Linked DNA regions of Mus musculus: all the other regions are linked to region 5. A link is a contact called in public promoter capture Hi-C data. All regions are on one chromosome and are shown on one strand. The core of a region is the stretch at or near the end of the contact, and the rest is flanking DNA. Distances in the headings are between cores, read along the strand shown.

Region 1 (5,917 bases), core at 3,012-5,511, 570 kb after region 5:
CTCTGTAGTGTGAGGTCAGCCTGCTCTACAATGCTAGTTCCAGGACAGCTATGGCTATACAGAAAAACTATCTTGACACCCCTCGCCACCAAAAAACCCCCAAAAAACAAAAACTAATCTTACTATTCCTTAATGAGCTAATTTCCATTTGATCCAGCAATTTTAAGCTTAGAAAATATAGCCAGGAAAGATAAAACCAAACCCATGCAAAAACTTGTACACAAAAAGTGCTGTATCAGCATCATTCATCATCATTCATTACTCAACCAAAGAGTAAGAAACAACTCACGTGTCCATAAATGTGTATTTCTACACCAAGCTATTCAGCAATAAAAAGACTGGACTATGGATATATGTATGATACAACACAGACAGACCTTGAGAACATAAATACTCAATTACTAAGTAGAAAAGGCTAGTCCTAAGCTCCACACAATGCAATGTCTAAAACTGAAATCTTTAAGGAAGTAATGGTTGCCTACGGCTGGGGAGATGGCCAGGCAGGTGGATGGTACTAAAGGGTACTCGCTGCCTTTTTTTTTTTAATGTGTTTAGGAATTTTGCCTGCATGTATGTCTATCCACGATGTGCACGCCTTGTGCCCAAGGCCAGAAGGCATTTGATCCCCCGGGACTGAAGTTATGGATGGCTGTGAGCTGCATGTAGGTGCTGGGAACCAAACCCAGGTCCTCGGGAAGAGCAACCAGTGCTCTTAAGCCTGAGCCAGCACTCTATCCCCTACGGACTACTTTTTACCATGATAAAAATGTTCTTAAACTGACGGTGATGGTCATTCAAATTAGTGAATATATACTAGGGAATGTACTGTATGCTAAGTAAATTATATGTATTAGATTTTTAAAATTTTATCTCACCTGTGAGTGCTCTGTCTGACTGTATGTACATGTGCTATGTATGTGCTTTGTACCCACAGAGGTCAAGGTCAGAAGAGGGTATCTGATCCCATGGAACTGGAGTTACAGATGGCTGTGAGTCACTATATGGGTGCTGGGAACTGAACCCATTCCTCTGTAAAAGCAACAAGTGTTCTTAATCTCTGGGCCATCTCTCTAGCCCCTTAAGTAAATTATATCTTAATAAAGGTATTTAAAATTCTGCCAGGGTCAGAGAGATGGCTCCGTGGGTAAAGGTGCTTACAAGCAAGTCTGATTCCAAGTTTAATCTCCCAAGCCCATGTAAAGGTAGCAAGAGAGCACCAACTGTCAGAGGTTGTCCTCTCATCGCCACATGTACAGTGGCACATGGATGCCCAAATACATGCATACACAAATAAATATATGATAATAAAAAATTCTTGCAGCCAAATACATAAGTGCACTATTTTCCAAATTGCTTTTCATCTGGAGTGGAGGTCCATACCCTAGGCTGTTCTGGCCAATATAATGAAAGCAGACAATATGTATGAGTATGTGGCTTTGTTCCAATAAAACTCTACTTCAAAAGCAGATAGCCGTCTGGTCCCTGACACTCCTATGAGAATGGCAAAGCAGGTAACGTCTCTTAAGTGGCAGAAACTTGGAGAAGCTGCCTTGGACAGGAGGCAATTTGTAAATGGTAGGAACAGGACAGGACTTCAAGCTTTTATTTCTTTGGGAATTTACCTCATATGCTGCTTCTCCAAACTACATCCTCCTCTGGGCAGAAAACAGCAGGAGGGTGGCAATGGCCTCACAAAGGTCTCTGCACTGCAGGACCTCCTCCTCCAACCCCACAGCGAGCCCTTCCTTCAAAAGCCTCTCCTCTCCTGACAAGTTTCTATGGTGTAGCTGTTCCTAACATTGACAAGTGGATTCTTAAAGAAGAAGGACTTAATAATTTACATACTTCAAAGATACACAAAAATATCTCCCACCTGGGGAGGACAAAAAGAGCAAAGCATACCCTAGGGAGGCACGGCATAAACAAAGGAACACATTCAGGAGTTCACTAAATAGGCAAAGGGTCAATTTAAGCGCATGGATGCTTTTTGTTTTCCATTGTGGAGGTGCTTGATCTGCCATCTTTTCTTCTGTATTACAGACTTACCAGTTGGCTCTTAGCATTATTTAGCACATAGTAGGTAGTCAAAGGTGAAAGAAAATAGGAATGTATGAATGAATGGGGCACAGAGAGCTATCTGTAAGTCAAGCCCGTTCTCCTCCTCCCCATACCCCATGACCTCAAGTGATCCTATCTCAGGCTCCCAAGCAGCTGATACATGTGTGTGACGCTACTCTTAGCTTCTTCCTTTGTCTTTACTGGCTTTTTCTGCCCCACTTTTAGGCCTTCGTTTGTGTCCTGATAAGCAAAAATCAGCTCCCTGGTGCATCCACTCCCTTCCCCAGTTATATAAAATCATGGGCTATAGACCATTGAACGGCTCACCACGTATAGACGCTGACCACTAAACCCAACATCCTCAGTTCAGTCCCTCAAAGCCACAACCAAGTCCTGCTGGTTGTCCTCTGACCTCCATGTGCATGCCAAGTGCACACACAGATATATACACACTAAATGAAACAAGAAATTATGGGATTTACAGCCTAAAGAATTCTTAAAGGCAATCTCATGCTTCAGATCACCAAAGAAAGCAACATCATACATGCCCAAGACCACAGTACCTCAGAGATTTTGCCAACAACAGACCCCAGGTTTGTACTCTTATGCCAATTGCCAAACTGCCTATGGAATTGTTGCCTAATGAGGGCAGTGTTGCAGCAAGACCTCTAACACCCAGTCATCACCTCTGGACATGTTACACCCCCTTTCTCCCCCATCAAACTCTTACTCATCTCTCAAGCCCCAGTTTAAATGCCCTTTCAATCACCCTGTACACGCTCATCCTTGTGATTTCTTAAGTCCTTCATAGTTCCCATATCACAATATATTGCAAACTATTGTTTCGTAAGCATAATGAATCCTGCATCTGATGTTGAGAATCATTCAGGTGAGACCACATGCCCTCAACACAAAACAACTAACTGAATTTAGAGAGGTCATCACTACTTTTCATTCACTGAAGTGAACCTCACTTGTAGCAATCTCTCTTTCAGAAGCAATGAAATAACCTTCTTTCAGTCTTATTACAGTCCTTAGTAGGTCAAAGAAGCCTGGCATAAACTCCCACTTAGAGAAAGCTGCAGAGAATGCAGAGGCTGTGGCACTGCACTAGGACAGAGGGCCCGCAAACCCCTAAGGAAGTGTGCTGTGTGTGGTGGAAGACTTAAGGCCTGCCTCTGTGCCAAGTCTTCTGCTGGGTCCTGAGGACACAACACAGTCATGAGGACACAACACAGTCAGGTCAGTCTTTGCCTTCCATAGCCTCAACCAGTCTGCTCTGTGACCTTGGATGTCCTGATTGAAAGCCCAAATTTTCCTTTCTGAATCCAACTAAGACACCTGCTCCCCTTTAAAAGGAAAAACAAACAAACAAACAAACAAGCAAACAAAAAAACCCTGAAGCTGGGAGGTGGTGGTGGTGGTGGTAGTGGTGGTAGCACTCAGGAACTAGAGACAGGAGGATCTCTGAGTACGAGGCCAGCCTGGTCTATAGAGTGAGTTCCAGAGCAGCCAGGGTTACACAGAAAAATCCTATCCCCGAAAAAATAAAAAGAAAAGAAAAAATAAAGGAAATTGAGAAAAGCCTCAAGAGCCAAATATCTCGTGTCCTGGGCACGCTGTGTCCCCTAAAGTCACCCTCGCACTTGTTTGGATGTCATTTTTCAAATTGAAACAGAACTCTGTTGCTCTAAATATTCGCATAGGCCTGAACCCTGCCTGTCACCCCGCATTGCACGTCAGAAACCTTCCTCCAGGTGAGCCCGACTTGGCTCCTGACCAAAAAGTCACATTATGTCCGGGCCTCACCTGTTGGCGGGACATAGGCCCGGGCCGGAGGCTGCGGAGCTGGCCCCGGCCATACTGAGACGGTGGGGTCACTGAGACGCCGGTCCAAGAGACCGCGCCACCGGTCCCTCAGCCGGGGGTAGATTCGCCACATCCTGCCCAAGGACCTGGGTGGACACATGCGTGGAAACAGAGTACAGGAAAAGAGCGAAGAGAACCCCACACCCCTCGCTGGTTCTGTACGGAAACCTCTCACCAAGGGTTCATAGCCCTCAGCCTCCTCAGCACGCCGCCATCTTCCTCATGACACCTACGGCGCGCCGTCGCAGCCGTGCGCCCCGCTGCGCGCCACTCCCGCCCCCGTCAATCAGCATCATAAACGTGCTCGCCACGCCCCCTCCATGCCGCGCCACGGGAAGAAAACTACAAGTCCCAGAGGGCCGTTCGCGCTCTGCGCCACGTGCTTTCTCTGTCCGCCAATGGGCGGAAGCGCCGCGTGAGCTTGCTCCCGCCTCTCCAGCGCGCCCGCGCCAATTGGAAGCTGCAGAGTGTGTGTGTGTTTGTGTGTGTGTGAGCGCGCGCGTGTGTGTGTGAGCGCGTGTGTATGAGTGAGTGAGTGTGTATGCGCGTGTGTGTGTGTGTGCGTGCGTGCGTGTGTGTGTGTGTGTGTGTGTGTGTGTGTGTGTGTGTGTACCCGCGAGGGCAAGTGGGAAGGGAGACCCAGCTCAGGTCTGGGAGGCCCTGCTTGCAGGTCTCCGGGTCCAGGTGGCAACACGAGCGCTTGGTCTGGCCTCAGCGGGCGGGTGGTTCCCCGGCCCCTCCCCCGCGCGTGCGCGCCCGGGTCCGCCCTCCCCGCAGCTTCGGCTCCCGCGCGGCGGCGGCGGTTCCTTCCCCCTCCCCCAGCCCTGGCTCCGGGGGACCCCGCGATGCCGGTCCGCACCGAGTGTCCCCCGCCGGCGGGTGCCTCAACCACATCCGCGGCCTCACTCATCCCGCCGCCGCCCATCAACACCCAGCAGCCCGGCGTGGCCACCAGCTTGCTCTACAGCGGCTCCAAGTTCCGTGGCCACCAGAAGAGCAAGGGGAACTCGTACGACGTAGAGGTGGTGCTGCAGGTGAGCGCCAGGCGGCAAGGCCGGGCCCGAGGGCCTCCTCGCGGCGCTCACGGGCCGGGCCTGCCCTGGGCTCCTCGAGCCCTCAGCCGCGGACCAGGCCCTCTCACTGCCGGGGCCTCCTGCACCCGGCGCCTCCCACCGGGACCTGCCCAGCTGATGTCACACTCTCGAACCCTACCCCTAGCCCACCCCTAGACTCAGAGCCTGTAGTGGCCAGTCTCCGACAGACCCCGAAGACTGTCCCACACTTAGAGCCTTTGACTCGCCGGCTTGGGCATCCGGAAGCTCCCCCATGACTAGCCGTCCTTTAGCCTGAGTCGGTTCTTCCCAAGTCCTGTCCTCCCTACACCAGCCAGCCCTCCCACCAGTCCCTGTCGGATCCTGAAAAACTCTCCATTGGCTGCCCCAAACTCAGTACCTCTCGATAGCGGCCAGTGTCACATTCTCCCGGAATGAAGCTTTTCCTCTGACCCCAACTCCATCCTGAGTGCCAGGGACATTGCTCCTTAGGAGAACTCAGTCAGCCCACTGCTGACGGGGGAGAGGTGGCCAACCTCCCTCCATTGGCTGAGACAACCCACAGAGGTTGAGGCTCCCCAAAGACCAGGGAGCCTCACACCCAAATATCTCCAGTTGCACCACTTAGTGTTAAGACCTTGTCTCGTGGGGCCTTCCAGTACCAAAACCCGGCGTCAGTCAGTTCATAGGCATCCGCTGCTACACTTTGCTTCCTGTCCCAGGCTTCTTACCCTACCCTGCTGTGGCTCCTTCCCATCCCTGGCAGTCCCCCTGGCCTCTCCCCAGACCTCGCACCTTGATCTAGCTGGTTGCTATTGCTGGCTGTAGTGTTGCTGATTGTTATCTGCATAGCTCCAGAGTTTCCTCCGAGCCTCAGATGCCTAAGTACTGGGAAATCTAACACAGTTTTGTTTTGTGTCCACTTACCTCCCCCTATT
Region 2 (5,630 bases), core at 54-2,553, 610 kb after region 5:
GGAAGGAGTTGATGGAAGGGGTGGGGATAGGGAATAAAAGAAGTGCAAGATACAGGTATATGAATGGAAATGTTATGGGGCTAGAGATGGCCCAGTGCTTAAGAGCACTTGTACTTGCAGAGGGCACAGGTTTGACTCTGGACCCCTATGGTGGGACACAAGCATCCCTCCAGATCCAGGCAATCTGATGCCCTCTTCTGACCTCTGCAGGCAACAAGGAAGACATGCATGTGGTATACACATACATGTAGGCAAAACACTTATACATGGAAAATAAAACATCTTTTAAAATGTTATAACCCATTATTTTGAATGCTAATTGTTTTTTAAAAGGAAATTTGAGGCAGAAGGGACCTGAGGACTTGGGCCTGGGCTTCTCAGGCCTTCTCATCTGCATTGACCACCCCAGCTTCCAAAATGCTCCATCACCTTTTGATACCCACTCAAAACATCATATAAACCTACCACACTTAAATCGTACTACCTTGCAGAAACAGCATACACATCTACTGCATTACCATGAGGGTGTGTAGACTTGGAGTTCACAGCCAGAGCTTCATTCTATCTTGGCACTGTCATTTAACAGCTGTAATTTGCAATACCTATTCGGAAACTGCAATGCAAGCGAGACTGGTGACCCCATGCACTTTGTTCTTGAAACAGACATGTTCGATTCCCAGAACCCACGTGGTTGTTCACCACCGTCTGAAACTATACTTTTAGGAGATCTGGTGCCCTGTTCTGAGCTCCACTGGCACATGCACATGGTGTACATACATATATGCAAGCAAAACACACATAAAATGAATACATCTAATTTAAAAATTAAAAAAACAAAAAAACAATACCCCACATTAAAGCTGGCATTAAGTGCTCTTAACGGCTGAGCCCAGTTTTGAACTTTTCGTTTGCTTTCCTATCTGACACTGATACTAGCTGTGCAACCCAGCTGACTTCAAATTCGCAGCAATCCTCCTGCTCCTGCCTCCTGAGTACTGGGATTAAAGGTTACTCCAGCAGGCTAGACCCCAAGACTCTTTTACTGCCTTTACAAAATGGGAGCCTTAAGACTTTCTGCCCATCTCCTTTTCTGTCACTATCAAAGAGAAAAGAGATTCCCCCTCTGCTTTGCAAACTCAAAGCAGTTTGGGGTCTGGTCCTAACGAACCAAAGTCAAGACCCGGATGCTCATCGCAGCTGGACGAGGTAGGAACGGATGGTATCTGCTCTCCACGTGGTGTGCCCGGACTCCGAATCTCGTAGCACCGGGAGCTCGGGAGGACTCCATTCTTGGTGCGCTTCCTGGTTCTGACTGCTTTGCTTCCGGCATTAGACGTGAGCGCTCAGCGCTGTAAGCTATAGGCAGCGTGAATCTCCGCCGAAGCTGCAACTATGGGGATCTTGGAGAAAATCTCGGAGATCGAGAAGGAGATCGCTCGAACGCAGAAGAACAAGGGTAAGGGCGGGATCGGAGGGGTCTCCCTTTCTACCCTCCTTGTTTTTCTTGTCTGTAAAATGAGGGGACAACTGGAGCCACCACCGAGGCCGGAGAAACACCGGGGAAGTGCCGAGGCGTGCGTGAGGCGGGAGCGGGCACATTCAGCGACGTGATTTCAGGGTTCTTGAGAGATCTGATCTGTGCTGGACTCAGTGTTCAAGTAGAGAAACCTCAGCGCGCACAATAAGCCCGTGACCCAGAAAGGCAGTGTCGGAGATTTTCCCCTAGGGTCCTGGCAGCTGGGCCTTCATGCTGAGAAGGGCAAGAGAAGACATCTCACAAAACAGCTTGTCCCGGCAGACAGGCAGGCGCCAGCGAGCTAGTGTCAAGGAAGTAGGGACTGGAGAATTTGTCCACTACGTTCTTGCTATGTAACCTTGTAAAGTCATGTCAGTTTTTGGCGACCCAATGTCCTCATCTGTGGATAGGGATAACACCCGCTCTGTTGTGGTTCACATGTGCAAAGCCCTTGCCAGAGTGATCACCTAATATTTAAAGTAAACCACCCCAAATACACAACACCAAGGAAGCATCAAACTGTGAGGGTTGGGGATCAGTGGAGAGGTGGGACTGCCAAGCAGTGTCTAGCCTTGGTGCTTTCCCGAGTCTTGAAGAAATGTGGTGACAGAGTTAGTGCTGCTGCCCTTCCTGTTCGGATGCACAAGGCTAAGTGACCTTTCCAGGCAGTAATGGCAGGGTGGGATTGATCTGACTTAAATTCAGGCAACAGCAGGTTCATAGGTCCTGAGGCAAGGATAAAGTCAGAGAAGGGTGGAAGGAGTTGGGGCAGGACAGCTGAGGTCCTCAGTCTCAACCATGTCCCTGCTATCATGCGGATTCGGTAAGACCTGAAACAGAATTCCTTCTCAGTAACTTAACCCTGTTCCCCAGAATTTGGAAGCAGTATGGTAACCCTAACAATACTTTTTTTGGTTTGGTTTGGTTTTTGGTTTTTCGAGACAGGGTTTCTCGCTGTAGCCCTGGCCGTCCTTGAACTCACTCTGTAGACCAGGCTGGCCTTGAACTCAGAAATCCGCCTGCCTCTGCCTCCCAAGTGCTGGGATTAAAGGCGTTCGCCACCACGCCCGGCCTGACAATACTATAAAGGAGAAGGAAAAGGGACAGGTGTACAGTGAAACAGTCTGTTCTCCCTCCATGAGTGCTGGGTGATGTCAGGAGAACTAAGCACAAGGTACCCATCCTCTGCCTGGGGCCGCAGTGATGGGACGTGTGCAGGGAGGCTGTGTGGCCTCCTGGATTCCGTCAGGGGCTGATCACAGCATGGCAAATTTGTGTATGCCACAGTGTCCCCTTCTTCCATGAAGTGGTGCACCACATGGAATTCCAGCACTACAGAAAGTGCCCTGTGTCCATAGAGAAGCAGGGCAGACCTGAGGCCTTCAAGCCTGACCCAGGTTTTCTCTGGACGTCTTCAGGATGTGACAAGTCACGAATTCAGGAACTTCCCGGCTGTTCGGAATTGGTTCGTGATCTTTAGGGCAGCTACCAGGAGAGAGTAAAGCTCCAGAGTGAGCAGAGAGCAGCCCTGTGACCTTCTGTCTGCCTCAAGTACCATTAGTGCTGCCCATCCGTGCTCCTTAGGATGCTGAGATACCAGTGGGGTACCAGGGGAACCCTTGAGGTCTCCTTGAGGTGATTGTTGTCTGGTCTTGATGTTCTCAGCACTTGGCCCTATGTGGGTCCCCACCTGACCCTCCAGGTAGAGACCCTGACACTTGTTCCTGTCTTGTTTTCCATCCTCCAGCCACCGAGTACCACCTGGGCCTGCTGAAAGCAAAACTGGCCAAGTATCGGGCCCAGCTCCTGGAACCATCCAAATCCGCCTCATCCAAAGGAGAGGGCTTTGATGTCATGAAGTCAGGTGATGCCCGTGTGGCACTGATTGGCTTTCCCTCTGTGGGTAAGGTCAGTGATGGTCTCTGTGGACCTTGGGGAGAACAATAGAGGGTCACTTACCTACAGCATGCCCATCCCTACCTCCCCTCAAAGTCTTACCTCCCTATCGCCCTAACTTAGAGGTTACTCTTTCTTCTCCTTAGCAGGAATAGTTGGCCTTCCAACTGAGCCAGTGGCACACAGTGTGTACCTTATGCTGGGCATTGGGCCCGATACTGGGATGCCCATCCCTACCTGCACATACTTCCTCTCAGAAAAGACAATTTGAGCAAATTCAGGTGTCACTTAGTTGGTTTTAAGCTCCAAGGAAGTCCAAGGTCCTTCAAGACATGTCTGGGTAGCTGAAGGCTTCTCTAGTGAGTGGTTGGTGTATCAGAGGTCCTAACCGATGTGAGGGAGCTTGCTGAGAGAGGCCCTTCAGGGGAAGCCTGCCTGTAGACATTGGGAGAGCTGGGCTATCTGCCCAAGTGAGCATCAGGAGAGCGGAGGTGATGAGAGTCAAGAGAAGTTGGGCCTCAGAGCTAGCACACAGACTGGCTACAAGTGAAGTGATGATGTCACTGTGGAGTCTTCTAGAAAGTTTCTTCTGGAAAGTGGTTCAGTTTAATGTCCTATCTTGACTCACATTTTATGTGGTATGATTAAGTAAGCATCTTTGCCAGGGCAGATAAGGTTTTAATACATTTCAAATACGTGCCACACTGGATGTCAGAGAACTTAAAAGAGTCAGTTCTTTCCTTCTACCTTATGGGTCCATAGGATAGAACTCAACTTGTCAGGCTTGGTGGCAAATACTTTGTATCTGCTGAGCCATCTTGAGAGACAATAGGTTTTTAATGCTAGAATGATCTTGGATTTTTGTTGTTGTTGCAGAGAGTTGCCAGAGTCCTGATAACTGTTTCTTTATTGGTAACACTGTTACCTGAGGAAACACCCTTGTTACAACCCATGCATTAAGGGCAAGCTGTTGTCTGTGTCCATGCTTGGATTCATAGCTCTTTTAACTTCTACTAACCTGGCTTCCCTCACCATATTCACCTGCCCTGTTCCCCTGATTCTAGGCAGCCCCAGCATACTTTGGTTTTTACTTTTTGTTTTGGTTCAAGGCCCGTGTCTCACTGTGTAGCTCTGCAGGGGCTGGAATTGGCTCTGTAAATCAGGCTGACCTCAAACTCAAACTCACAGTGACCTACCTGTCTCTGCCTCCTGAGTGCTAAGATTAAAGGTGTGCCTCACCTTGTCTAGCCCTGATTTTTAGTTTTATTTTTCTCTATTCACATGTGTGTGGGTACATGTGTTTGAGGGTGTTTGTTTGTGCACGTGTATATGTATAGGGGTGGAGGCTAGGACAATATCCAGTGTCATTTCTCAGGCTCTCCACCTTGGTTTTTGGTTTTTGTGGAGGTTTTTTTTTTTTTTTTTTTAGATTTATTTATTTATATCTCTGAGTACTCTGTCTGCATGTACACCTCTATGCCAGATGAGGGCATCAGATCACATAGATGGTTGTGAGCCACCATGTGGTTGCTGCCAATGGGATTCAGGACCTCTGGAAGAGCAGCCAATGAGTGCCCTTAACTGCTGAGCTATCTCTCTAGCCCCTCCACCTTGATTTTTAAGAAAGATCTCTTGCTGGCCTAGACCTTGTCAAGTAGACCAGGCTTTCTGACCCAATCCTAGGAACTCCCCCTGCCTCCACCTCCCCGGTGGAGATTATGGGACCACTCCTAGGTTCTTTACATGAGTGCTATGGGAGCATACACTTTACTGATTCGGCTCCTAGCCCCAACTCCACACCCCCTTTCAGTCCTGGGCATTTCGGCCTTGTGCCCCTGAGCCACAGTCCCAGCCCGATGATGTGATGACCTTGATGTTTCAGTGCAGTCCTAGCTTTGGAACTGTCTGCTTCAGCACAATCCCACCATGTGTCCCTCAGCCAAACCTCGCTCCAGAGGCCTGTCTCATCTGACCTACTCCCTGCCCTAGTCTAGGATCTGCCATTTCTCCGAGGAGGCCTGGTTTCCTTTTGGGGGGAATGGTTGTGGAAACCAAGACTGAGGCGCTGGCTTACTTGTTAGCAGGTTTGCTGGTATACAGATAATATATCAGAGCAAAGATGGGCACAGGAGGCTGCCCATCCCAAAGCAGCGCTCCAGAGCGGATGAGCCACGGCACCTGTTCTTGGGTACTTGCTATAGGCTACGCATATTTTATT
Region 3 (5,278 bases), core at 801-3,300, 930 kb before region 5:
AGGACAGATCCCCTGTGATCAGTATAGATCCTCTGTATCAGTACAGATCTCCTGTGATCAGTACAGATGCTCTGTGATCAATACAGATGCTCTGTAGTCAGTACAGATCCTCTGTGTTAGCAGATCACCACTTCTTGCTATTTAACACTTACCTCAGCATCCATCGATCAACCCCTTTGGTCCCAAACTCTGTTCCACAGCATTCTACTTTCACCTTCTCTGAGATCAACATCTCAGCTGCCATGTATGAGTTGGCTAGTGCTGTGCTCATTTCTCTGTGCCTGGCTCATCTTACTTAACATAAAAAATCTCCAGTTCTGTGCATCTTGTTACTAATGATAGGTTTCGCTCTGTTCTGGTTGCAGAGTCCTGCTGCCTAGCTTTTCACCCTCCAGTGCTGTGGGTTTATTTAATTTCTCTTAGCTATCAAGAATAGGGCTGGCCAGGTAGTGGTGGCATATACCTTTAATCCCAGCGCTCGGGAGGCAGAGGCAGGAGGATCTCTGTGAGTTCGAGACCAGCCTGATCTGCAGAGTGAGTTCCAGGACAGGTAGGACTATTGCACAGAGAGACCCTGTCTCAAAAAGAAAAACAAAACAAACAAACAAACAAAAAAATGAAAACCCTAGGGTGGCAGTGCATTCGGAGTGCATCCATCATTTTTACATACTGGTATAATTTCCTTTGAGTGCATTCCCTGTGGTGGGACGCTTCATGGGGTAGTGTTTTTTCTAATTTTTTGAGGAATCTCAGTGATAAGTTATTTCTCTGCCACTGAAATGAGCCAATTTAAACCAGATTAGATTCTATTAAAGGCAGGTTTATTGGGAAGCTGCTCTCAGGTGGGCAAGTTCACTGGCCCCAAGGATTGAGGCTAGGGAAGTCGCCATGGAAAAGGGATGGAGGGGAGAGAGAGAGAAGAGGAGAAGAAGAGACCAAAATGTCTGGATTATATAGGGAGGAGCCTCTGGGGCAAGGACAGCCCAGCCTCTGGGCAGGAAAGTTTAAGGTGGGGGCAGGGTATGCCAGGTAGGGACTAAGGGATGCAGGGAGAACCTGGAGGGCAGGGCTGCTTTGATGTGTAAAGTATGCACCTCAGTCCCTTGTCCCCGTCTGAAACCAAACACTCAGGCTGCTGAGGGCTTTCTCTAGATAGTGTAAGTCCTCCGTTCTGACTCACAGGATCGGGGAGATGAGTTGCAGGGGGCACTGCTGCCTAGCTAACATAACTCATGGTTTCATGTGGCGCCCCCTGGTGTTTGTTTACCAGAAGGTGCACCCCAAGGAGACAAGCAGAAAAGACCTTGGGCCTGGACTTTCTTATTACTGCCTGGCCTAGAGCACCTAAGAGTCCTACACCACCGGGTGTGATGGCTCACACCTTTAATCCCAGTACTCCGGAGGCAGAGGCAGGTGGATCTCTGAGGTCGAGGCCAGCCTGGTCTACAAAGTGAGCTCCAGGACAGCCAGGGCTATACAGAGAAACCCTGTCTCAAAAAAAAAAAAAGAGTCCTACACCATCTGCTGAGTTAAAGTGAGCACTCCGCCCTGCACAGAGCCGAGTGGCCCTCCCTTACCCAAAGTCTCTAGAGACACCAACCCTTTTAAGTCAATAAGAAGGACAACCAGGTCAAATAGAGCCTGGCCCAGTGCCTCACTCAACTGACAGGTGTAAGACTGGCTCCGGTGAAGCTTCCAGGACCTTACGGTGATGGGGCAGAGGGAAGAGATGAGGAAGGGTTTGCCCTGGATTTCTGGACAGGAGTCTCCACAGCCAAAGCCAAAATCCTGTCACTTTCGATACCATGTCACAATGTTCCCAAAGGCAGCGGCACCAACGTGGCTGCTCTCAAAGGTCTCAATAACCAGAGTTTATCTGAACTCCCCAACTCCTACGGCTGGCTAGGATCCCAGCACGAATAATAGATGTCCTCTTCTTTGGGCTCCTGATGTCCCCAAGTTGGCCCAGCTGCCACCCTCCTACAGGCCACCTCCCCTCATCTCCGTGCCTTCCCTTATCCCTCATCCCAGCGTCTTTATCTTATATGCTCAGTACAGCTGGCCATATGCCCCTTAGGGAGGGTTTTTTTTTTTCCTGTCGAAACTGCCCTTACCGAAGGTAAGAGTTAATTATTTTCTGATGGCAGTAACCAGACTCAACAGAAGCTGGTGAGCTTGTCTGTTCTTCAGTTTCTAGGTTCCCCTCTCATATCGCTGGGAGGCGAGGCTTGATCACTTGGCTTGTGCCCTGCCAATCTGAAATTCTCAGGGAACCCAACCAACTCTGACGCTCTCAAAGTCAGCAGAACCTGGAAAGCAGGCAGCCGGCTCAGAGGTAAGTGAGTGTTTTCCTCTTTAATGGCGCGCCTCCATATTTTGGGTTGGATGTCTCCACATGCTCAATGGGCAGGGAGAACCTGTGGCTGCCCTAGTAAGCCAAGATGGAGCCACACAAGAGCCCTTGCCTACAGGACACACTAGATATGAAGGGCAGCCTAAGGCTGTTCCAGGACGGGCTTCTTGGGACTGGCCCCCCAGTTACCAAAACACACTCTCCAAACAGATTGTGCTAACTACCCTAAATTCCTGAGTTTGGGGGGGGGAGGGGTCCTCATCCTGCTGAGGAGAGAGCTGTGTCCTCTAACCCTAGCTGGAGGGTTCTGCTAACTGTCTCAGGGCAGTTAGACAGTGGAGGGTGTCACAGGGTTCTGATGACCCGAGAGTTGCCTACTGGAGCTAGTTTTTCTCCATGTGCCTGCAAAGGGCAGGAGCTTGTGTATAAAGTCACACAGGAGTGGGTGGTGGAGGGAGCCTCACTCACACAGAGGGGCAGCCGCGGGATTCTGCAGGTGGGGTCTGTGCGGAACGACCCTGTTTCTAGGACTAAGAACTCATGTGGTAGGTGAACAAGCAGCTACCTCTCTTAAGCTGTTTCTCCATTCTCCTACTAGATCCCTAGCTTCTCTCTCACCATAACTAATGTGTATCTAATTCTATGTGTCCCCAATAGATATGGCAAGGGCACACCCTGGAGATGCTACTCTGCCAAGCATCTTGGTCAGCTTCATCTTCCTGCAACTCCTGACTTCTGGGAACGGTAGGACGCCCCTCCCTTTCTGACCCTAGGAGCGCCCAGCGTCAGGTTGGGGCTTCCAACAAAGCTGGGGTTTAAGGGAACTCTCAAAGAGGAAAATGGGGGCACAAGGGGAGCCCCTGCCTCCTGCCTGTGACCTAACCTAGTCCTTTCCTTTGCATCTCTAAGGAAAATCAGATTTCCTCGTCCTTGGACCTCCCCACCCACTTCTGGCCATAGTTGGTCAAGACAAAGAGTTGCCCTGCAAACTGTCACTCAACATCAGCGCTGAGGGCATGGAGCTGAGGTGGTACAGGGACAAGCCCTCGTCAGTCGTGCATGTGTACAAGAATGGGGAGGATGTGTATGACGAGCAGATGGTGGAATATAAGGGAAGGACCTCATTCAACGGCAGCCATGTAGCCAGGGGAGAAGCTGCTGTGAAGATCCACAACGTCACCGTGTTTGACAACGGGACTTATCACTGTGTGTTTAAGGAGTACACATCCCACAGCCAGGCCACCCTGTGGCTGAAGGTGGCAGGTGAGGTTTCGTGTGTGTGTGTGTGTGTGTGTGTGTGTGTGTGTGTGTGTGTGTGTGTGTTGGGGGGAGTGTCTTCTACTCCTCAGCTTCTCTCAGTGTCAGCCAGGATTCCAGACCTCGGTCCCCAGAGCCCTGAGTCCTAAGGCTGCAGAGGCTTTGGTGACACCTGCTTCTAGGCAAAGCTGTTTTCCCTGCAAGCTCTGTGTATGGTGTAGTTCCGTCTGCCTTTATGTCACACCCTTGTACCAGAAAGAGAGCACAGATGTGGGGGAGGGGGTCAAGGCATGGGAACAGCTGGGGGAAGTGGAAGGAGAGAGGGAGAAACAGGAAGACAGTGAACAGGAGACAGAAATAAAGTGAAGAAGAGAACAGAGGGAAGTCAGGAGCCCAGAGAGATAACAAAGAGAAATGGGGAGAATGACAAAGAGGCTGAAACTGCTGAGGTTTGGGAAAGTGAGAGACAGGAGGGAGACAGGAGAGAGACTGGGTTGTTTGGGGCTATGGAGAAGTTTTCCTAGGTGACAGACCCTAGCTCCTTCCTCATTCTCATACTTAGTAGAAAGCTTTGGGTTGTTTTTTTTTTTCTTTCTTTCTTTCTTTCTTTCTTTCTTTCTTTCTTTCTTTCTTTCTTTCTTTCTTTCTTTCCCCCACCCCCATTTCTCTCAACCGTTTTATTTGGGATGAAGGTATTGCATTAGTAATGTTATCACACAGATGTGCTCCATGCAGATTCATAGAACCTACTTAACACCTGCAAGCCATCCCTTCCCACCAGTTGTAGCTGCAGGATCTGAGCTGCTGTCTCTTCCTTCCTCCAGGGCGGGGCTCGTCCCCCAGAATCCGTGTGACTGACACCCAGGACAAAGGCATCCGGGCCGAGTGCACCTCAGCAGGCTGGTACCCCGAGCCCAAGGTGGAGTGGCTGGACCTTAAAGGACAACCAGTGTCTGCTGAGAGTCACTTCTCAGTTTCAGCCAGCACTGGCCTCGTGGCCCTGCTCTCCATTGTGACTCCCCAGGATACGGCTGTGGGGGGCCTGACTTGCTCCATCTCCAATCCCCTCCTCCCAGAGAAGGTGACAGAGACTTACCTGCTGGGTGAGTATCTGCTCAGTTCAAAGACAGCAGAACCAGGCCCTGGGTGCCAGGGATGTTAGGAGAAGGCTATGCAGGCAGAGCCAGAGAAGATCCTCCCTTCAGCCTGGCCAAGAGGGTCGTAGGGATGTTGGTTTCCAAGACAATGCAGGGATAGGGATGCAGGGAGATCCACTAGGGAAGCAAGAAAGATCCACCCTGATACTGGCTTTTCTGTTGCTGTTGTTGTTTTTAAATGGATCTTGGTTGTTGTTATTGGGGTTGTTTGTTTGTTTGTTTTGTTTTTTAGAGAAGTTTTAGTTGATGGCAAATTAAATCAGAAAATGCATAGACTTTTTCTTTAAAAAAATATTTTTATTTTATGTGTATGAGTGTTATACTGACTGCGTGTAAGTACAGTGTGTGTCTGCAGTATCCTTGGAACTGGAGTTACAGATGGTCGCTGTGAGCCACCATGTGGGTGTGGGAAATGGGACCAGAGTTCCTCAGGAAGGGCAGCAGAGCTCCTAACCACTGAAATGTCTCTCCAGCTCCTGGGTCTTCAATACACCTCATCTCACGGTCATAG
Region 4 (6,053 bases), core at 2,684-5,183, 930 kb after region 5:
TTAAAGTAAAAACAACCTGGAAAGCAAGTGTTTCTAAAGCATGTGGGAAAACACTTGGTGATTCCTGAAAAAGTTATAGGTAGCTACCACATATCCCAGCAGTTCCACTCATAGGACACCCATAATCATAACAGCTATTCAAACAGACACTTGCAAATCAGTTTGCACCCAGTCCTAATTATAATAAACAGAAGGCAGAAGCAATTCAAATGCCTACCAATTGATAAACACAGTGTGATACAGCGAGACATTAAAATGTTCAGCCAGGAAAAGGAGCAAAGTACTAACAGGTGCTACAGTGCGAATAGGGTTTCAAGACTACGTTAAATAAATCCCACACAAAAGGCCATGCCTTTTATTTATAGGAAATGTTTAGAATAGGCAAATCTAGGTCAGAAAGGGGATTAGCTGTCCACCCTGCCAAACTTCTATGATCATACTGGAAGGTGGGAGCAGGAAGATTAAGATTTCAAGGCCTGGATGTCTGGAGTTGGGCCATCTGCCTTCTGCTACTTCCTGGAACCCTGAGCAACACTGAATTCAGTTTCAAGACCTGAGCTTTCTGTCTTTGGGGGGCGGGTGTCAGAATTCATGTTTCAATCTGGAGGAAATATCTCACAACCATTTAAGTTTGGTAAAACTGTGATGGCTCAGTGCTTAAGAGTGCTTGCTGCTCTTCCAGAAGATCACCCACATCAAGGGGCCTTCCCTGCTTATAACTGCAGAGGCCCCAGGGCTCTTTTCTGGCCTTCAAGGGCACAAGCATGTGCTTGCACACTCGTGCACACACACATACAAACACACACACACCACATGCACAAAAATAAAAATAAGATAAACTGATTATTCCAGTTTAAAGAAAGAAAGAAAAAAAAAGTTTATGGCCAGCCTCCACTCCTAGCAACTTTATGGTCAACCTCAAGTCAGCTACATGAATGAGACTCTTAACACAAAAACTCCAACCCCCTAACAACATCAATAGTTAACAGCAGAGCGGGCTAACTGTGGTGGGCATGACAGAGCTAACAATGGTACTTGCTCTTTTAAAGAGACAAAAGTTGGGCTGGAGAGATGGCTCAGTGGTTAAGAGCACTGACTGCTCTTCTGAAGGTCCTGAGTTCAAATGCCAGCAACCATATGGTAGCTCACAACCATCTGTAATAAGATCTGACTCCCTCTTCTGAAGTGTCTGAAGACAACTACAGTGTATTCACATAATTAATAAATAAATCTTAAAAAAAATAAAGAGACAAAAGTTACCTTCTGGAACTAGACAGTATAATGGTCATACAACCCATACTTTACCACACTTAAGCTTGTACGACATTTCTTCCAAATTGAAACATGAATCTCCCCAAAAGCCAAGTTCCTGGAACTGAGATCAAAGTTCCAAGAAATAAATATTTAAGGATTGCAGAAGGCAGCAGGCCCAACTCCAGATACCCAGTGGTGGCAGAGACAACAGACCTGGCAGTCAGACCAAACTGCTTATCTAAGGAAAACAGCTAACTTCCTCATTCTGCCCCAAACAAATCCCTCTCACCCACTCCCTATCCTTAGCTACAAAAATCCCAGCCTGAAGCAAGAAATGTGTATTCTCTTGGACCCTGATCATTGAGTGCTGAGGTCCTGTGCCCTGGTCATGTCATAGTCAGAACTACAAACACCACATTTCTGGCATTAAATATCAATTGCTTTAGCTGTTTGAGCTCATCTAGTTTCTCATCTTTTATTTCTTCCTACAAACTTAACTCTTACTTATCCTTACAGAACAACACAAATCTCAAAATATGGCTGACCAGGGGGCACGATTGAACTCCAAAGCGACTGACCGCCTTTCATTCTCTACCTCACCCCCATTGTCTCTATATAACCTGCCAGCTGGAGACAAGCTGTCTTCTAGGGTTGCCAGCCCTCTGAATAAAATACAGTTTTAAAGACTCAATTCCAATCTACTCAATGGTATGGACAAAGCAGCAACAATCTCTTTTATTCCAGCTTTGGCAGTCTCATTACTGTAGATGCCTTCTAAGTGTTGTGATGGTACAGGATTCAGAAGCCCTGGCTTGGTCTACATAGTGAGTTCCAGGACAAACAGGACTACACCACAGAGGAACCTGTCTCCAAAAACCAACCAACTAGCCATCGAGAGAAAGAGAGGGGGTGGGGGAGAGGGAGAAAAGAATCCCCGGCCAAGTGTGTGCGTGTATGGGGGGCAGGGGGCGCTCCTTAAAAAAAGACATTTAAGGGGCTGGAGAGATGACTCAATAGTTAAGAGCACTTGCTGCTCTTTCAGAGTACTTAGGTTCGATTCCCATATCTCACATAGTGGCTCACAACCAGATCTGATACCCTTTCTGGCCTCGGTGGGCATGTGTCTGATACACAGGCATACATGTAGGGAAAACACCCATAGACATTAAAAAATAAAAGAGAGAGAGATCTAAGCAGTAGTTAGGCTGAATGTCAGTCTGTAACCCCAGTACTTAGAAGACAGAGGCAAACAGATCTCCATTGTTCAAGGCCAGCCTGATCTACTTAGCAAGTTCCAGGACAGCCAGGGCTACATCGTGAGACCCCTGTCTCCAAAACAGAAAAGAAAAAATTATTACTCAAAGACATTTTTAAGAGGTGAAGTAGTTAGGGGCCAGCGCCCACCTAACCTTGGCTCCCCCTTCCGGGTATTTTAAAACTGGAGGCAGAGGTCTGGAGATCCAACTGTTTGCAAAGAAAAGGGAACAGCTCCTAGGAAGGGCCTCCAGCTGAATGATAACGCAACAGTCCTTGGGGTTTTACCCTTCTCACCTCCGTTTTGTCAGGAGACAATCCTATCTTTCGTGTATCTTAGAATCAGTCTATAGGAGTAGTAATTGACTTCTCTAGTTCCTAAACCTAAGTGTTACCCCTAGGGTGCCACCACCCTAGTCACAGGGTCTGCAGAAGGCAGGGACAGGATTCCATAAGTAAGGCTTGAACGCCAAGATAAAGGAGTTGGTTACCGCTTTCCAATACTACTGAACTTGTGATTGACCAAGGAAGAGTTTTAAAATACACGTGTTCTCACACTCCAGACCCAAAGAAGGGAGAGCAATGCTCCACTGGTATGTGAGCCGAGCAGACAGATCCGGCGAGCAAAGGTCTATCAAAAGCGTGAAAAGGTTTTACATTTACAAAAAGCCTGAAGGCTAGGGAGAAACCGAGAAGTGAGGGCGGCCGGGAGGGGCCTCTCGCAAAATAGGCGGAGTCGCTTTCGCCCGGGCTCCCGGTACCCAACGCGCTGTCGGACTTTGTGGGCGTTCCTCAGGGAAGCAGAACCCAAGTGCTTCTTACCCGCCTCATACGCCCGTTGGACAGCAAGTCGGCGATCCCCTTGGCAGCGTCGTTTTTCTCCGCCACGCAGAGAACTTTTCGCACTCCTCGGAAGGCCACTTCCATGGCAGCGCGGGACAGGGCACGGCCTCCAGGCCGTCGGTGCCACTGAAACGCTAAGAGGGTGACCGGGAAGATCATTCCCTAGGTCCTGCTCCAGCAGCAACTCCACGGGTGCCCGTGCATGCTGGAGAACCCAGAGGAAAAGCCACGAGGAACTGTGAGAGCCACCTTAATAAATGCAGTTTTTCCAGGCAACTGCCGCCTCGATCAGAAACCCACACGTCCGAGTCTCGCTTAAACTCGCGCTCACAGACAACTTCCGCCCACTGCGCCACTAAGCAGCCTTGAACTACAACTCCCAGAATGCCTCATGCCCTGTGCACGTTCCTCCAACACCGTTTCTCCTCCTCCCTTCCACCCCACTGTATTCTACTTTCCTTTTCTTTATGACAATGGGTAGTTAACGGGACTTGTCCTCTGGAAGATCTGATTGGCAGGGCCTCTTAAAAGGCGCCACTAACTTGGAAGTCTGTGTGGGCGTTTCCGGGTCACGCGACGCTGATGCTGGGGAGTCATGTGATACCAAGATGGCGGTGCCGCGGTAGCTTCCCTGGGACAGTACGGTCCTAGGAGCGGCGACAGTTTCTGCCCTTAGGTCGTGGGGAGACTCATTTGACTGATTCTGCGGTAGCCCGTGGCGAGGATTAATGACACGATCAGAGCTGGGACTGTTGATGTCGCCGGTAGGTTCCGGGGAGTGCTGGTGACCTAGCTTCAGGAACCTTGCGCCGGCCCGGGCAAACGCTGGAGAATGGCCAGCCTCCGTCATCTGGACCTGCAGCTTTGGAGTTCATGAGGCTTGCCCAGGGCATCACAGGTCCCAAACCTTGAGAGTCTGCGGCAATTCGAGTTCTTCGTTGTGTGACAGGGCAGTTTAGGATCCCCGGAAGTGCAAAGAAGGCCGCAAGAACTTCGTTTTCGCATCCAGAGGCCTGACTCTCCCTCCGACCAACCCTACATTATTTTCCATTTCCTCTCAATGTGCTTGCCATATTTCAGGAAATATGATCAGCGCCCCTGATGTGGTGGCCTTCACCAAGGAAGATGAATACGAGGAAGAACCTTACAATGAGCCCGCTTTGCCTGAGGAGTACTCAGTCCCTCTCTTTCCTTATGCCAGCCAGGGGGCAAACCCCTGGTCTAAACTGTCTGGGGCCAAGTTCTCCAGGGACTTCATCCTCATTTCCGAGTTCTCTGAGCAGGTGGGACCCCAGCCCTTGCTTACCATCCCCAATGACACCAAAGTTTTTGGCACTTTTGATCTTAATTACTTCTCTTTGCGGATTATGTCGGTGGATTACCAGGCTTCATTCGTAGGCCATCCTCCCGGTTCTGCCTACCCCAAGTTGAACTTTGTGGAAGACTCTAAAGTGGTACTGGGAGACTCTAAGGAAGGGGCCTTTGCATATGTGCACCACCTCACCTTGTACGACCTGGAGGCCAGGGGCTTTGTGAGGCCCTTTTGTATGGCTTATATCTCCGCAGACCAGCATAAAATCATGCAGCAGTTCCAAGAGCTCTCGGCCGAATTTTCCAAAGCATCTGAGTGCTTGAAGATGGGCAACAGGAAGGCATTCGCTGGGGAACTTGAAAAAAAGCTGAAAGACTTGGATTACACAAGGACAGTGCTACACACAGAAACCGAGATCCAGAAGAAAGCCAACGACAAGGGTTTTTATTCTTCTCAGGCGATTGAGAAAGCCAATGAACTGGCCAATGTGGAGAAGTCCATCATCGAACATCAAGATTTGCTGAGGCAGATCCGCTCATACCCTCGTCAGAAGACGAAGATCCCTGACTTGCAGCCTGGTGATACAGAGCATACCCAGGATCAGGCTGACCAGGTATCCACTACCTCTAATCCTGAGGAGTCCGCTAATGCAGACCTTTATACCTGCAGACCGGCTTACACCCCCAAACTCATCAAAGCAAAGTCCACCAAGTGTTTTGACAAGAAGTTGAAGACCTTGGAGGAACTCTGTGACACTGAGTATTTCACTCAGACCCTGGCCCAGCTTAGCCACATTGAACACATGTTCAGAGGAGACCTGTGCTACCTCCTGACCAGTCAGATTGACAGAGTGCTTCGAAAACAACAGCCCATAACGAATTTCCTCTTTGAAGATTTTGTAGAGGTGGATGACAGGATGGAAAAGCAAGAGAATGTACCCTCTCAGCCCAGTCAGGACAGGCTGCCTCCCAAGCCTGTAGAAGAATGCCCCATTCCTAAAGTGTTAATTAGCGTTGGCTCTTACAAGTCCAGTGTGGAGTCTGTATTGATCAAGATGGAGCAGGAACTTGGCGATGAAGAGTACACGGGGGTGGAGGCAACAGAGGCACGCAGTTTTGACCCCCAAGAGAACCTGGACTACCTGGATATGGATATGAAAGGGAGCATCAGTAGTGGGGAAAGCATTGAGGTGCTGGGCACCGAGAAGTCAGCCTCTGTGTTGTCGAAATCTGACAGCCAGGCCAGCCTCACCGTGCCATTGAGCCCCCATGTAGTCCGTAGCAAAGCGGTCAGCCACAGGACAATCAGCGAGGACAGCATTGAAGTCTTAAGTACCTGCCCTTCTGAGGCCCTCATTCCTGATGACTTTAAGGCCAGTTACCCAAGTGCC
Region 5 (6,048 bases), core at 2,655-5,154:
AGTGTATGGTGTAAGGAAAAGTACACATATGTCCACTACAAATGGAAAACTTATTTGTCTATCATTTATTTATTTGATCATTTATTTTTGAGACTGTGTCTCACTGCAGCTCGGACTGGCCTGGAACTTAATTTGTAGACCAGGCTGGCCTAGAACTCAGAGAGGTCTGCCTGCCTATGCTCTACCTCAATGCTGAGGTTAAAGGCAGGAACCACCATCCCTGTCTCAGAAGAAACATTTAAAGAATACTTTTGAACCGTGGTTAATTGATTCTTCAAATGGAAAAACCTGGTGGTACCAAGAGTCAATAGTATCTCAAAATACAGAGACAAAGACATGAGTCCTATAATATGAGTCACTAGAGCCAATCTTGTCCAAAGCACTCCTATTCTGAACTCTTTAGCCAAAAGATATGACACATCAGATTCCTCTTGTAATAATCTACTTGAGAAAGATACAGACAACCACACTGATTAAGCCAATTAAAAGTATGAGTCCTTTATTAGCCAGCAACCAAAAATAGGCTCATGCCTCCATGTTTCCTGTTGCCAAAGCTCAGGAATACAATGTTTTGAAAGGCAAAACCACTAAGATCATAATTTACCTCGAAGTTAAACGAAGGTCAGAGTAACCTTGAAGCATCCGTTTCTGGCAGATCATAGGAACTATTTTACATGTAATGCGATGGTCACTTTTGACTTGTACCTTCTTCAGTTGCTTTAGTTTAAATTTGTAGAAACATTATTTTGGTTAGTGATCTGGACCATGGTCCATCTGTCAGAAATCTCAATTGCATTGCCAAGGTAGATATGACTGTTCTGGGTATAGAGGGCTGAGAATTGTTTTAAAATCCCCACATGGAGTCAGAACAAGATGGCACTGCCTTTGATGATTCACCCTTATCACTGAATTGTTTAAATCTGCATTGTTTCCCTGCTCTAGGCTAGGAGTGTCCTGATACGGTAAGTCTAAAGGCACTGCACCTTCTGTGATTCCTTCAGGCAGGTGTTGGTGTGTCCTATGACTTTCTTGAGACACTGTTCACCCTAAATAAAAAGGGCACAGGCAGACTGAAGAAAAAAAAAATCAAGTTCCACTTGGCAAAATAAATGAGTCTAATTAATAAGATTTAATTGTAGGACCATGAAAAAGTCCCAAACCCTTAAGCTCCATTTTTGTTTGTTTTGTTTGGTTTGGTTTTTCGAGACAGGGTTTCTCTGTATAGCCCTGGTTGTCCTGGAACTCACTCTGTAGACCAGGCTGGCCTCGAACTCAGAAATCTGCTGCCTCTGCCTTCCAAGTGCTGGGATTAAAGGTGTGCACCACCACTACCCGGCTTAAGCTTCAATTTTATGTAGTGCTGTCTACAGACACACACCAGGAATACAGATGTACTTCACTATATCTCATCTGTGTGGTGCTAGGAATTGGATCAGGACTTAGACATTAGGCAGCGCGTTCTGTCTCCTGAGGTACAGTTGTAACCTGCAGCAGTATTAATGCAAACCTAAGCTTGTCTTAACACAGCAGATGTGAGTGACTACAGGCTCAGCAAATGTGAAACAGACAAACCAGACTCTGGGAAAGTGATGCGCTGTGTGCATCACTCCAGCCCAGCACAGCTTAGCCCAGCATCCTGCTGGGCTCAGCAAACACTGTCCCAGGAAAGATGGTCTTTCCTGCTGCAGGCTGGCACAGGGACACTAAATGACAAATTGCTGAAAGACGGTCACTCTGGTCAGGATTTTGAAGATTACCAACACTGCAGTGGGAGTCACCCCAGACAACATGCAACTGTCCCACTTCTTTTCGTTCTACCATTTTTGAAGCTCAGGGTGACTGTGCTACTTGATCTGGCCAGCCAAGCCCAGTTGAAGTGGCATGTTTTATGGATTGTGCTGTGTGACTTTTCCTGGAGAGATATGATAGACCAAAGAAAAAATTCCACCCAAGACTAGCTTGGTGAACCGATGAGTTTACTCAGATTACCACCACGCATAAGGGTGAGGGGTTAGTTAGAGGTGCATGGACAACTCACACAGCTGCATTAATAAAAGGTCCAGCTTTGTCTGGCTCTTGAAAACTCAACCCTGCTGCTCCCTGCCCAACTTTCAGGGAGCCCCACAGGAAGAGCCTCTTCTCCCCAGCTCTTGTTCACTGCCTTGAAAACCTTGTGAACTAGGAAGACCCTTGACTGTGCCAAGCCCTCTAGCCCCGGTGGGCTTACCTCAGGATAGGGTTCCAGCAGCTCATAGTTGTGGGAAGTCACATACGCCATTACAAGATGGCGCTGGCCACCGCTGGCCACCGCCCGTAAGTTCAGGTAAACAACCATTGTGCGCATGTGCATAAGGGTTTCTCACCAAATCAAAGCCCATCCCGGGGAATGTAAATGAGGCACTGAAAGCACAACCAATCAGGTATAGACACGCCACTCCTAGGCCTATATAAGCAGCGCCAGTTTTGGGGCTGGGGTCTTTTGGCTTCGCTATCAAGCTCTTCCAATAAACCTGTGCAGAAGAATCCTGTTGTGGTGTCTTCCTTGCTGGCGAATCGGGCGTCCACAATAGTCACAAAGCTTTTACTGAGTCAGTGCCTCTAGATTCTTGTCTCATGAACTTAGAGAATGAAGTTCATAGATGACAAGGAGGGTGAGTTTCTTTAAAGATATTTATTTTTCCTGAATGTATGTATGGGTATAACACACTTGCCTGGTGCCTGAGGGGGCCAGAAGAAGGTGTTGAATCTCCAGAAACTGAAGCTACAGACTGTTGTGAGCACTGTCTCTCTTCCATGTTAGCATGTCTATCAGTGGTGGTTCCTTGTTGTGGTCTTATTTAGGCAGCCATATTATTATGGAAGTTTTTCTGTCATTTCCAGAAAACATAATCTCACAACAGATTGTCTGGTCCTCCCATGTAACTTGCTTGGCCTTTTGGGACATGAGCTTTCTAGCTTTGTCTTTATCTTTCTTATTTTGGAAACATCCAGCCATCCCTCTTCTCTTTAGGACAGAGTCTTTTTAAAAAATCTTTACAAACATCCTGTGTATCCGTCTGTCTCTCTTTCCCTCCCTCCCTCCCTCCCTCTCTCTCTCTCTCTCCCCACGTTTTGGCAATATGTATGTCTGTGCACCACATGTGCCCATGGAGGCCAGCAGAGGGTGCTGTATGCATCCCCTGTGTTCAGAGTTGAGAGGATTGTGAGCAGCCAGCAGGGTGCTGGGAATCTAGATCAGGAAGGACCAAGATTTAACATACAGAGACCTTTCTTTACCAAAAATACCTTCATGTTTGCATCCTTTAAAATATTTTTTCTACCTACTAATTCCTTTTTTTTTAATAACATGAAGCACAGTAACAAATTTACAGACATATTTGGAGATTCACTATTGAATCCAGTGATGTTAGGATGGACACAGAGCATCTGTTTTTTTTAGAACCTTTATAGATTTGAAGGTTACACCTCTGATAGCTTTAAATTTTATAAGGTTATGGTTGCAAACATTCAGCATCTATGAACAAAGAGGATCACACACAGCAGGTGTATCTGCCTTTACCTGTACCTAAAACCTGAAATCCTCCCTGTCTATACTTGGGAATGACAAGCTGTTTAAAAACCTGTACCCATAATCCGGGATGGCTGGAACTTTGTTGGGCTCAGAGCTCAACGAAGTAAGCGCTCAATAAATACCTAAGGATTTGTTCCTCCGGTGGTGAGCTCCTCCATCCACCACTGCCTCAGTAGGAAGAGTGCTCCAGTCTGGCTTTCACAGGCGGCTGTAACCTGGGACTGGATGTCCCAGGGCGATCAGCACCCACGTCGCGCTCACCTTCTCTGGGCGCATGTCCCTTTAAGGGCGGCGGGGCTGCGCGCCGGCCTCGCTCTGGGCCGGAGCCTGCGCGTCCGTGTCCGCGGTGGAGGCTGCGTCTGCCGCGGGCCCCGGGCGAGGAGCGGGGCGATGCATAGGCTGCGCGGCTGCTGTGCGCGTCCCCGCGGTGCCCCGCTACGGGCCGAGCGGAGCCGGGCGAGCAGCCGCGCCCTGCGGGTGCTGGTGGACATGGACGGCGTGCTGGCGGACTTTGAGGGCGGCTTCCTCCGGAAGTTCCGCGCGCGTTTCCCCGACCTGCCCTTCGTGGCGCTGGAGGACCGGCGCGGCTTCTGGGTGTCGGAGCAGTACGGACGGCTACAGCCTGGGCTAAGCGTGAGCACCAGCCGGCCCCGCAGCCGTGCCCCGCGGGGAGGGGAAACTGAGGCCGCAGCTGTCCAGCCCCAAGCCAGCTCGACTCCTCCAATGACCTTTGGCGGGTTCTTTGGTACCACACGGATCCTGGGAGGACTAGGGCTACAGGGCTAGAGGGACCAACCATTCAGCTGTTGCTGGGTTTCCAGCTATCTCCTTAATCCCCCTTCCCAGCTGGACTCCCTTTTCCCCTCTCTTCCTCTCTCCTGCCGCTGCCCTTCAGTATCCACTTCTTCTAAATATTGGAGATTGAACCCAGACCTCTGTAGACTAGACAGGCTCCCAACCACTGACCTACATCTCCCATCCTCTTACTTTGTACTTTGTCCTTCATTCTCACTAGCTTCCCTAGGCTGCCCTTGAACTAATTCACTGTGTAGCCTAGGGAGGCCTAAATTTTTGATCCTCCTGTTTTATAGTCTCTCAAGAAGCTGAGACTGCAAGCCATGCTGGGCTTGAATTTTAAATTCTTGGTGTGTTTGGCCTCAGATAATTGGTTACATTAAAAACAAACAAAAACAAAAAACAAAACCGAGCATTCTCAGTCTCTTACCCAGACATGGCTATCCCTCCCAATGAAATTGACAGGAGTGTCTTTGCCATCCTCTTTTACCCCATGGAAGCATAACTTTGAGTGATACTGTATGCTAGAGAATGTGACTTGCAGAGTGTCACATGGGGAGTCGGACTGGGAAGAGTGAAACTTCCCTCTTGACCAGTGTAAGGTTTTTGGTAAGACCTTGGGCACCACTCCCCCAACCTTCCCATCCCTCATGGCTAGACAGAGATCCAGGCTTTTTGGTAAAGTGTAATTTGGAGACTTAAACTATTCTATGAAAGGAATAGGGGGATTTGCTCAGCATAAACTTAGAAACTCCAGCGTTTCTCACTTGGTTGTCTAGGGGCTATAGTGCTTGATGGTCAGAGGAGTGTTTTTTGTTTTTGTTTTTTAACTTATCAGGTTTGTAACATCTCGTTCTTCACAGTCTTCCAGGACTGAAGGCAGTGAGGTCATGAAGAAAAAGACACACAGAGAGCTGGGCTCTTTTCTGGAGAAACCACAGCACTCTTGGAAGCCCAGGGTGTTTGTAGGGATCAACAGAAAGGCGGGTGTATACGGATGGGCAGGGATGGGGACAGAGGTGTAACGAAACAGGGGAGGCAGTCTGCAGGGGGGAAACATTCAAGGGGGAAAGCTAGAGTGGCCATTCTCTGCATATACTGTCAAATTCTATACTTGGACCAGAGGAAGGCTTCTTCATGCCAGGGGATGGGGGTGGGGCTTTGCCCTTCCTTCATGGGTCTGAGGTTCTGGGGTGCTGACACAGCTCTGCCTATGTCAGTGACAGCACATTGCCTCAGGACTTCACTCAGCACTCTCTCCATTCCCTTATCTTGCTGTGGGAAGATGCTCCTGTTTCCTCCTTGCACACAAGGAGACCTGCCATCCTGCCATCATCACATCACGGGGTAGTAAGGAGCGCAGATGGGATTCAAGCCCCAGCAACACGTCTGCCTGCTCCACACAATTCTCTCCAACCACCCTACTGCCCTGTTCTCTGTTCTGCTTTCTCTTTTGATTTCAATACAGTACGGGGGTGGGTGGTAATACAGCTCAATGGTAGAGGATTGTCTAGCTAGTACAAGACTCTAGGGTTCTGTCCTAGCACTGCAGCTCTGCACCCCCAGCTCCCAGGCCCCTACATGATAAAGAAGGTACCTCCACAGTAATTTGGTTTACTGAGGGACAGGTATTTAAAGGGGACATGGGGTATCATTTCTGTTCATTCACAGATGGTACTGCT

Evidence for each region. Promoter capture Hi-C pulls out the DNA fragments that hold promoters and counts their contacts. Capture Hi-C pulls out chosen DNA fragments and counts their contacts.
Region 1: a promoter capture Hi-C map of pre-B cells shows a contact between it and region 5, with 9 times the contacts expected there. The contact joins the promoter of Gid4 here to the promoter of Nt5m in region 5. A contact is called at or near these places in 23 of 39 promoter capture datasets (the 3T3-L1 cell line, 3T3-L1-derived adipocytes, the C10 cell line and 15 more), 11 of 484 Hi-C or Micro-C datasets (CD4 T cells, CD8 T cells, CD8 central memory T cells and 4 more), 18 of 115 datasets of contacts at active chromatin or transcription factors (the 230-238 cell line, Th17 cells, astrocytes and 14 more) and 3 of 9 other capture datasets (adipose tissue, embryonic stem cells and liver).
Region 2: a promoter capture Hi-C map of liver shows a contact between it and region 5, with 3 times the contacts expected there. The contact joins the promoter of Drg2 here to the promoter of Nt5m in region 5. A contact is called at or near these places in 7 of 39 promoter capture datasets (cranial neural crest, embryonic stem cells, hematopoietic stem and progenitor cells and 4 more), 2 of 484 Hi-C or Micro-C datasets (pre-megakaryocyte-erythroid progenitors and regulatory T cells), 6 of 115 datasets of contacts at active chromatin or transcription factors (bone marrow-derived macrophages, embryonic forebrain, embryonic limb bud and 3 more) and 4 of 9 other capture datasets (adipose tissue, liver, macrophages and 1 more).
Region 3: a contact with region 5 is called in a promoter capture Hi-C map of liver, with 3 times the contacts expected there. The contact joins the promoter of Btnl10 here to the promoter of Nt5m in region 5. A contact is called at or near these places in 1 of 39 promoter capture datasets (liver) and 1 of 115 datasets of contacts at active chromatin or transcription factors (memory CD8 T cells).
Region 4: a contact with region 5 is called in a promoter capture Hi-C map of liver, with 2.8 times the contacts expected there. The contact joins the promoter of Smcr8 here to the promoter of Nt5m in region 5. A contact is called at or near these places in 5 of 39 promoter capture datasets (the HPC-7 cell line, liver, pre-B cells and 1 more), 2 of 484 Hi-C or Micro-C datasets (both in CD4 T cells) and 7 of 115 datasets of contacts at active chromatin or transcription factors (bone marrow-derived dendritic cells, bone marrow-derived macrophages, cardiomyocytes and 4 more).

What each region holds. Positions count from the first base shown.
Region 1 is chr11:60,412,884-60,418,800 of GRCm38.p6, forward strand. It overlaps Gid4 (GID complex subunit 4, VID24 homolog), which reads left to right and starts at 4,262. Exons shown (of 6, transcript NM_025757.4): 1 at 4,262-4,961. The coding sequence starts at 4,773. It overlaps Atpaf2 (ATP synthase mitochondrial F1 complex assembly factor 2), which reads right to left and starts at 4,151. Exons shown (of 8, transcript NM_145427.3): 1 at 3,868-4,151. The coding sequence starts at 4,027.
Region 2 is chr11:60,453,288-60,458,917 of GRCm38.p6, forward strand. Drg2 (developmentally regulated GTP binding protein 2) reads left to right here and starts at 1,304. Exons shown (of 13, transcript NM_021354.2): 1 at 1,304-1,456; 2 at 3,264-3,424. The coding sequence starts at 1,393.
Region 3 is chr11:58,915,858-58,921,135 of GRCm38.p6, forward strand. It overlaps Btnl10 (butyrophilin-like 10), which reads left to right and starts at 2,051. Exons shown (of 6, transcript NM_001363414.1): 1 at 2,051-2,335; 2 at 3,011-3,097; 3 at 3,263-3,616; 4 at 4,435-4,713. The coding sequence starts at 3,013.
Region 4 is chr11:60,773,592-60,779,644 of GRCm38.p6, forward strand. Smcr8 (Smith-Magenis syndrome chromosome region, candidate 8 homolog (human)) reads left to right here and starts at 3,934. Exons shown (of 2, transcript NM_001085440.1): 1 at 3,934-6,053. The coding sequence starts at 4,437. It overlaps Top3a (topoisomerase (DNA) III alpha), which reads right to left and starts at 3,774. Exons shown (of 19, transcript NM_009410.3): 1 at 3,331-3,774. The coding sequence starts at 3,510.
Region 5 is chr11:59,844,169-59,850,216 of GRCm38.p6, forward strand. It overlaps Nt5m (5',3'-nucleotidase, mitochondrial), which reads left to right and starts at 3,905. Exons shown (of 5, transcript NM_134029.2): 1 at 3,905-4,204. The coding sequence starts at 3,962. It also overlaps a transcript of Cops3 not described here.